Linked DNA regions of Pan troglodytes: region 2 is linked to region 1. Evidence: chromatin contacts called from public Hi-C data. All regions are on one chromosome and are shown on one strand. The core of a region is the stretch at or near the end of the contact, and the rest is flanking DNA. Distances in the headings are between cores, read along the strand shown.

The links. A called contact is a pair of places that touch in the nucleus more often than the background predicts.
Region 2: a contact with region 1 is called in a Hi-C map of stem cell-derived neural progenitor cells, with 2.7 times the contacts expected there. The contact joins the promoter of MAML2 here to the enhancer-like site in region 1. A contact is called at or near these places in 1 of 7 Hi-C or Micro-C datasets (stem cell-derived neural progenitor cells) and 1 of 1 datasets of contacts at active chromatin or transcription factors (stem cell-derived excitatory neurons).

The regions. Positions count from the first base shown.
Region 1 is chr9:98,411,794-98,416,399 of NHGRI_mPanTro3-v2.0_pri, forward strand. All of the region lies in intron 1 of MAML2 (mastermind like transcriptional coactivator 2), which reads right to left. Among named protein-coding and RNA genes, the nearest start is that of MIR1260B, 35 kb to the right of the region's middle. Within about 2 kb of position 2,863, at least 19 of the 24 cell types and tissues checked have an H3K27ac peak or open chromatin away from gene starts, as enhancers often do. A contact at or near this core is called in stem cell-derived excitatory neurons and stem cell-derived neural progenitor cells, where this site is marked.
Region 2 is chr9:98,448,685-98,452,896 of NHGRI_mPanTro3-v2.0_pri, forward strand. It overlaps MAML2 (mastermind like transcriptional coactivator 2), which reads right to left and starts at 2,084. Exons shown (of 5, transcript XM_001147268.8): 1 at 150-2,084. The coding sequence starts at 662. It overlaps MIR1260B (microRNA mir-1260b), which reads left to right and starts at 194; the gene lies at 194-301.

The DNA.
Region 1 (4,606 bases), core at 1,613-4,112:
GGGGTGCCATTTAAAGATTTTAAGTGGAGACTTGACACAAAAAGAGTTGCATTTTTAGAAATTTAACTGGCAAATGATAGAGGATAGATTAAGGGATGAGAGGCCAGTTTGGAAGTACAGTGACAGTTAAAACATAAGTTGGGAGACATTGGCTAATGTGGATTCAACCAAGGAGAGAGATGGTCCCCCGATCCAGCCAATACTGTATCCTGAGAGTGGCACCCAGGTTTTTCTTTATCTAGAAGACCATCCTATTACATTTCATGGCATCTACTTCAAACAGAATGAATGCTTCCTATTAGTCCTAATTTCCTCGGTAACTTTTTGTACATCTGCTAGTAATGAATGTATTCATATAAACTCTTCTTGCAGCAGGCAGAGGAGATATAGAGACAGCTAACTGCATAAAGTGCTCCAGAAACATAGCCCAAATCACAATGATGTTACACCACTGTGATTCAGGATAAAGCGACCTTAAAGAAAAAAATAAAAACAACTAAATGTGTTTATGCTGTGTTATGCTGTTTATGTTTCTTCTATTTGAGAAGCTCCTGACTCAACCACTATTGAAAAATTCTGAAGTCCTATAAAGATACAATTCTCTTGACTGAGAATAACATTCTGAAATATTATTATTAGGTCAATAAATTCTCACTTAAGGAACAGGAATTAGAGATGCACCATTTATAACAACTCAATGCAAAAACTGAGTTCTGAGGCCAAAAAATATATACACTTTAATCCATTTTTCAGTAACTTTCACATTTTAGTGTAATATTTTAAAATTAAAGCTATTACATTTTAAAATAATATGGAAACAGTAAAAAGATCAGTAGTTGCCTGCAGTTAAGGGAGAGGGAAGGATAAACAGGCAGAGCACAGAGGATTTTTAGAGCAGTAAAATACTCTATGATAATATAATGAAAGATGTACATTATTATATATTTATCAGAGCCCACAGAATACAACACCAAGAGTGAATCCTAATGTCAACTACAGACCTTGGGTGATAGTGGTGTGTCAATGTAGGTCCACTAATTGCAACAAACATACCACTCTGGTGGAGGATGGTGATAATGGGGGTGACTATGCATGGATAGGGAACTGGGAGTATCTGGGAACTCTTTGTATTTTCCACTCAATTTTGTTGTGAACATACACTGCTCTAAAAAATAAAGTCTATTTGAATAATAATAATGAGACAGGATGTATTCTATATTAAAATACATGTGAAACTGTACTATATGAAAAAACTTTGGCAAAAAGAAAGTCTCATCAATTCTCTGATTCCCAAATGTCTAGATATCTGTAAGTTACTATTCAAGTCATCTAATACACAAAGGGAATTTTTTCTATGTTAGAAAAAGTTTCCACAACTTCTATGATAAACTATTCTGAATGTTACTAGAACTTAGAAGTATGGTAACTGGAAATTAAGGCAGATAAAAACATCTGTCTCTATGCAAAATATGTCCCTCAGAGGTTAAACTGGGTGAAAATAAATAGCTAACCTGGCAACCAAATAAAACTACAAAGCAACAAACACAAGTATAAACATTCTGAAAAGTGTTTTTAAAAGACAAAGTGAAACGCTCCTAGAAAATGAACATTTAAAATGTATCATATGAAACTTTAATATCTCACAATAAGAAACATACCTTTCTTCTTGTTATGCTGCAAGATGTCATAGCTGCCTTGAGTATCAAATTATGTATATATAATTATATACATAACATATACATATATAGTTTTCTACAAGTCTCTCAATAAACATATATTCTGAAAATATGGAGCACTTCAGTTGTGCACTTCAGTTGTGCCTTTGATCACTGCACAAGCCCAGGCCCACAATATCAAATGAAGAAGAGTTAACATGTTGACATCTGTTTTAGGCTAAAAATGGAAATTGTGAAGTTCTTCTCTCCTCTTCCAAGAGTTCCCTGGAATGGATCAAAAAGCTTCAAAAGACTTGGCTCCAAGGGAACTTCTAGGCAATGTCTACACAGCACAAAATGATATGGAGGCTTGGCATCTCCCTAAAGAATTAGGGCTGTGTTGACTACTGCAAAAAGGGGACTGTACCTAGCTCCCTTTGTGACTTGAAAGGTCAAAACAGTTCTCCAAGCTCCAGAATTTTCCTTTATGTGGATCTATGTATTAATTTTTCATAAAACCTCAAAGAAAACTCCTTGACTTCAGCATAGTTAGACAACGACTGAACATCTAGTCTGGGCCATGTACTTTGCCAATACTGGGGGTAAAAAGGCTGACTTTCCCAGGTAAGTGAGGCAGAGGAATGTCCTCAGTCTAAATTGAAAAGAAACCTTCCCAAACTTACACTATTTTTTTCACACCAAATCAACTTGGCCAGTGAATTTTTTCTTTCCTTGAGGCTGAGTCAAGATGAACTAGCATTTGCGGGTGGAGTGGTTACTTGAGAGCACACCATTCTTTACAAGGGGTCTTTATATGTAAAGCAGAAACATTTTTGTTTTGCTTTTCAGTTGGAGTGAGCACGAGGAATTGATTCTTTTTTTTCTCCAAAGTTAAAAGAGCAAACCCAGAGACTACCAAAATGTTAGGTTTGTTTATCATTTCCAAGTTGAAATAAAGCGTAATGTGAATACTCAGCACTCTATCTTTCCCTGATTAAAGTGATCCTGCCCTTTGAATTGCTACACAGGATACTGTTCTGTACAGCTCACTCACACGGCTGTAATAAGTCACAACAGCTTGGCACCTCGCCCAACAAAATACAAACTCTCCTGAAGTCTTGAGCTTTCCCATGGCAACATCACAGTCACCAACACAGCAAACAATCACTCCAATCCCTGCTCCCGCTTTCCTTTTCTAACAGCAAAGGATATCATTGCAGCCAGCCTCTTAGAACTGTGCTCATTATCGTCTATGAAAGGAGATAGCAACGGAGATCAAGTTGCCTTCAGTGCTGAGCTTAAAATGAGACCAAAAGCAGGATAAGTACAGGAGCATAGGGAAGTTTTACTTATGCTTTTACTGTAAAGGAAGAGTGAGAGGCTGTATGAAAAGTATATTCCTTAAATATATCCCTTAAAGTATATTCCTTAATGTGCCTTGCTGTCCTGATTACCCAGTGGCTCTGGCTCACTCACAATCTTCATACAAAACTCCCATTCACATCTAGCCCAGGCACTCTCGACAGCAGCTGGGGAGGGGGAAATGCCATCTTAAAGCTGCAACTCCGACACATTCCTGAAACTGCAAAATTGGAACGGCTTTCAAACCTCAGCTGCTTTCTCCAAGGGAATGATCATTCTGCTCATATGGGAAGGCTGCCTAGCAGTAAGAGCAGGGTGGCAGCTCCGTACAGCAGATTAAAGCAGCACCACTTCCTTTATGACCGCTTCTTTTCAGATTCAAATAACATCCTTAGGGGTGCCAGTCTCTTCTCATAAAAAGTGTCTGGGCTCCCACAAATCCCCTAAAATGATAATCTCTTCGTGTGTATTAATTTTATTTTCATTTGATGGCCCATGAGAGTTCAGGAACAGAACTAATACTGAACCCAAGGGAATGAATGGCCTATGACTCATGGGTGGATATCATTTTATAGGGGAAAGGAAGAGGAGGGTGGAAGAGAGTCCTGGCTTCATGTGGTTTTGAATGCTGATTGTTCTACTCTGGAATTATGGTAAAGCCCTGCGCATGCTCATGGAAGATTCTGGCTTCTTTACAATTCTAGACTCAGGCCTTACACAGTGTTATAGTTTACATTTGGGATCACCCGACCTCAGAAATCAAAATTTCAGAGGGAGTTTCATTTCAGCATAGCTAAAATTTGGGGGGCGGTGGTGGTGGGGTATTAGTCCATGTAATAAAGAATATAAAATACTAATGACAAAGTATGGAAGTAATTATACCAAGATATTTCAATGCTATCCTAAACCACAAGGAGGAAAAAAAAATCCAGTGATTTACTAAACAATAGTAGAATTCTGAAATATAACTGAAGCATCTCTAACATACATATGGGTGACTGCTGTGTCATTCAAGACTCTGTGTATTTAAATACTAACCCTCAAAATCCATTTTAGTGACAATTTACATAATTACAGTATTACTGGAAATTCTGACATCAACTTTTCACTTACTGCATACCTGATTATGTTTTATTCTTTATTATCCAATCATTTCCCATACCCAAAATCTAATTATGTTGCAATTTTTATCAGTAAGAAACCTACTTTAGACATAAAATATTAAGCTAAATAAACAAATGGTACTTTGCATCAGAGTTGCTCTAACATCTCAGAGTACACTTCCCAAAAATTATATCCATGGCTACTTCCTACTTCTTTATGTTTCAGCTTAAATTTAAAGAAACTTGTGCTTTATAAAAAATGACTAGCTATAATAATGTATATTTTTTAGTTTGTTTGCTTGTTTCTTATATGTCTTCCTATTAGAATGTAAAGACCTTGAAGCTGGGGACCATGTAGCTAACCTCATGTCTTACACACAATGGATACTGAGCAAATATTTATTGAATGAATGAATGCTTCATTTATCTATACACAGTGAACCATACATGTGCTATATACTTTCTGCTCTGTGTACTCTTGTCCAA
Region 2 (4,212 bases), core at 834-3,333, 36 kb after region 1:
ACCCGAACGCACCCAATGGCCTTTAAGGTAGTCAGGTGACATCTCGGCCTTTTTCACTGCCATCCACTCTACCTTAGGCCAAAGCAAACTCTACCCTCACAAGAGACCACAGGACCACAACCAGAACCATGAGAAAGCCAGGTGCTTACCGCAATCAGGGCTGAGTTCCTCTGGTCCCCTGGGGTTGAAGCGGGCGGCTGCTGCTCTCCGTTTATCCCACCACTGCCACCATTATTGCTACTGTTCAGCAGGTGCTGCTGGTGGTGATGGTGATAGTCTGGTGGGGGCGGTGGGGCTGCTGTTGCTGCTGCTTGGGAGGCCGCAGGAGGGGCAGCAGGGGGCGGTGGAGGGGCTGTAGTGGTGGCAGCAGTGGCGGTGGCCTTGGTGTGTTTGCCAGCTTTCCTTGCCCCCTGGCCATGCTGTACAAGGCTCAGGAGCTGCAAGGTGCTTTCTCTTTCCCGGTCTGAGCTCTCGGCCCTACCTCGTTCATATCGTCCTTCACAGCTCAGGTGGTGTTGGCGGCAGACAGCGATCCGAGCCCGGAGGCGCTCCACGATAGCACTGTGCACTCTCGGGGTGACTGAGCCCCCTCCAAGGAGCCCCGCCCCAGAGGCCCCCCCTAGCCCTCCTGCGGGGGCCTGCGGGGGCGCTGTGTCCCCCATCTTACTGGACACAATGATTGCTGCCTCTGGGATGGTGAGGTGGAAAGAGGCTACTGCTGGCTATTGCAGGCAAGTCTGTTTTTGACAATGTGAGCTCAGTGTTCAGGGCCACATGAATAGAGGTCTTCAGAGGTTGTGGGGGAGCCGTGGAGAAGGTGTGGGGGAGGGGAGTTAGTAAAAAGAGGGTGGGGAGAAAGAATAGAAACCAGCTGGGGGGAGGATAAGTTGGAAACAAACCCTGATTAACTTACTCTAATTGCATTTGACAGCTCTGGAGAAGTTGGACAGAGTTGGTGGATTTTTTTTCCTCCACCAAGCTGACAAGAGCCACTAGGTACTTTGTAAACACACGATCTGGGGGTTAGATCAAGAATTCAGGGATTGTCCAGCAAGAGACAGAAACACACAGCAAAAGGTATTGAGAGAGGTATTAATAGAGAGGACTCCCCCTCACCTAGTTGTTTCCGACAATTCTTTATGGGGATGTTTCTGCAGAGAAACACATTTCTACCATGTCTATGTAACCAGCAGCCTTGACTTTTCCTCAGGTTAAATAAAAAACCAAAACAAAACAAAACAGTGCTGTTTCAGAAGATGTTTAAGTCACTGTTCAAAATGTGCAAAAATCAAGGGAGACTGTCTTTTGGCTTTTAATTTTTCCTCCCTTTCCTTTCGCTCCGGTGTTTTCTCCTCTTTGGGGTACTGTAGGATGTTGTCTTCTCCCAAAAGAGGGAGACAGCTTTTCAACTGTTAACAATGTCAGTAATTGGACTTTTGGACCATGCTTTTTTCTTCAGCTAATCCAATCACCGGTAAAATCCTCACTCCCTCTAAGGTTTCCTAGCCTTAAATGAAAAGCAATCTTAAGTCGCTAGCCACTGAGAGAGATCCTTCAACACATTTTTTTCTTTCCCGCTTACGTTTCTATTCCTCACCCCCGGCTCTATTCTAATACAGTATCAAGAGAGACAAACTCTTCCGAGAGTAATTTACAAACGATGGTCAAACTTACAAACTTCCAGCAAATTGCACCGAGTCATGTCCAGCCACTTTTCTGTCCACTTTTGTACATTCCATCCCCGGCCAGTGGATCTGAGGGTCTGGACTCGCAATAAGCAATCTGGTTCTATCTCCTGTATTTGCTCCGCTTTATAGATGGAAAAAAAAAAAGTAGCTTGTATTTTCCTTTCTCTTTCTCGTCTGTTGTTAGCCGCTTTGCTGACACTGGCTCCCGCCCGGAGTCACGGCGATACACAGGCTTTCATTGTGCTCCGATAGGAGAGGGAGAGAAAGAGAGAGAGTGAGACAGAGAGGGAGAAAGAGAGAGCCAGCAAGCTGCAGATGGGGGTGGGGGGGGGCGGGGAGAGGGCGGGAGAGCTCGTTCGAGGCTCCCTGGTGGAAGGCTGGTGCCACTGCGCGAGTGAGTAATCGCAGCCAGGCACCGGGGAAAGGGGAACGCAGAGGGCCTCCCAGTGGCTGAAGAGGTAAATCCCAAGCCCTGCGCATCTCAGCTGCCCTGGCTCAGCTCAGCATCAGACTCGGTTAAGCGGGGAAGGCTGGGGAAATTCCCCAACCTCTACACAACCATTTCACCAGCTCTAAATGTTTAAGAAATTCCGGGCCAGGAATGTGTTTTCCCTTTCAGCCCTACATTACGCCCCGCTGAGGATATCATTTTCATTTTTCAGTATATTGTAAATGACACCACTGAGCAACCTAGCACGAGCTGTGTGAGCACCGAGGAAATGTTCATTAATAGAATAAGGAAGATAATGAATGTGTGTGTTGAGGGCGGAAGGGGTTGCGCGTGGAGAGGAGAGGTAATCACATTGTTAGCTCCTAAAGGGCAGGCAGGTGTAGCGTTTGTCTACCTGCCTGCCCATTTGTGTGTCTCTGGATAAGTGAGTCTGGGTGATCACAGGCAAATCAGTTGGGATAAATAAAATATTTTATGAGAATGATACAATTATCGATACCAGTTCTAGAAACAAACGCTTTTTTTTGGGAATGCATGATTGCCTATGAAAAACCAAATATAAGACCTGAAGTATCCTTAGCTACCTGGTGCACATACACAATGAGGAAAGTCAATGTGTAGCAGCTGAGTTTCAAAAAGTTTTTTTTTTTTTTCTTTTAATGGAGTCTTGTTATGTTGCCCAGGCTGGAGTTGAACTCCTGGGCTCAAGTGATCCTCCCACTTGAGCCTCCTGAGTAGCTGGAACTACAGGTACTCACCACTACTGCACCTGACTCTGAGTTTCAAGAAGTTTAATAATAGAAACCAAATAGATCTCACACAGATCATTGTCCCCCCATTTTCAAGTGATCCCACCTTTAAAATATCCAATATTGGCCAGGCACAGTGGCTCACGCCTGTAATCCCAGCACTTTGGGAGGCCAAGGCAGGCGTATTACCTGAGTTCAAGAGTTCAAGACCAGCCTGGCCAATATGGTGAAACCCCGTCTCTACTAAAACTACAAAAATTAGCTGAGCATGGTGTCATACGCCTGTAATCCCAGCTACTCGGGAGGCTGAGACAGGAGAATTGCTGGAACCCAGGAGGCAGAGGTTGCAGTGAGCTAAGATCACGCCACTGCGCTCCAACCTGGGCAACAGGGTGAGTCTCTGTCTCCAAAAAAAAAAAACTTATTGTGGATTCTGCTTGTTATTTTCAATTATGAAGATTAAATTAAGGTGAGCATAATACTGCAACAGTCAGAACCAAAAATATTCTGGGTATCCTAATTTGGAAGTCATTTGGATTTGAGGTCTCAAATAATATACCTTCAGTAATCTAAACAAACTCTGGCATTTCATGAATATGGTCGTTTCAAACTGAGCTATGGATAGAAATAGGCAAAATCAAGGCAAACATCTCAATACTGGATTTATTTGCAATTTAGTTCCCTATAGGATAGCCTACTTTAGTCCATTTTATTTTCACCAATCCTGTTAGCTTGGAAATGGGGACAAATACACTCAGATTTTTTGTTTGTTTTATAATTTCTTTTATTTCTTTTTTTAAATTTTATTATTATTATACTTTAAGTTTTAGGGTACATGTGCACAACGTGCAGGTTTGTTACATATGTATACATGTGCCACGTTGGTGTGCTGCACCCATGAACTCGTTATTTAGCATTAGGCATATCTCCTAATGCTATCTCTCCCCCCTCACCCCACCCCACAACAGTCCCCAGAGTGTGATGTTCCCCTTCCTGTGTCCATGTGATCTCATTGTTCAATTCCCACCTATGAGTGAGAACATGCGGTGTTTGTTTCTTTGTCCTTGTGATAGTTTGCTGAGAATGATGGTTTCCAGCTTCATCCATGTCCCTACAAAGGACATGAACTCATCAATTTTTATGGCTGCATAGTATTCCATGGTGTATATGTGCCACATTTTCTTAATCCAGTCTATCATTGTTGGACATTTGGCTTGGTTCCAAGTCTTTGCTATTGTGAATAGTGCCGCGATAAACGTACCAGGGCATGTGTCTCTATAGCAGCATGATTTATAGTCCTTTGGGTATATACCCAGTAATGGGA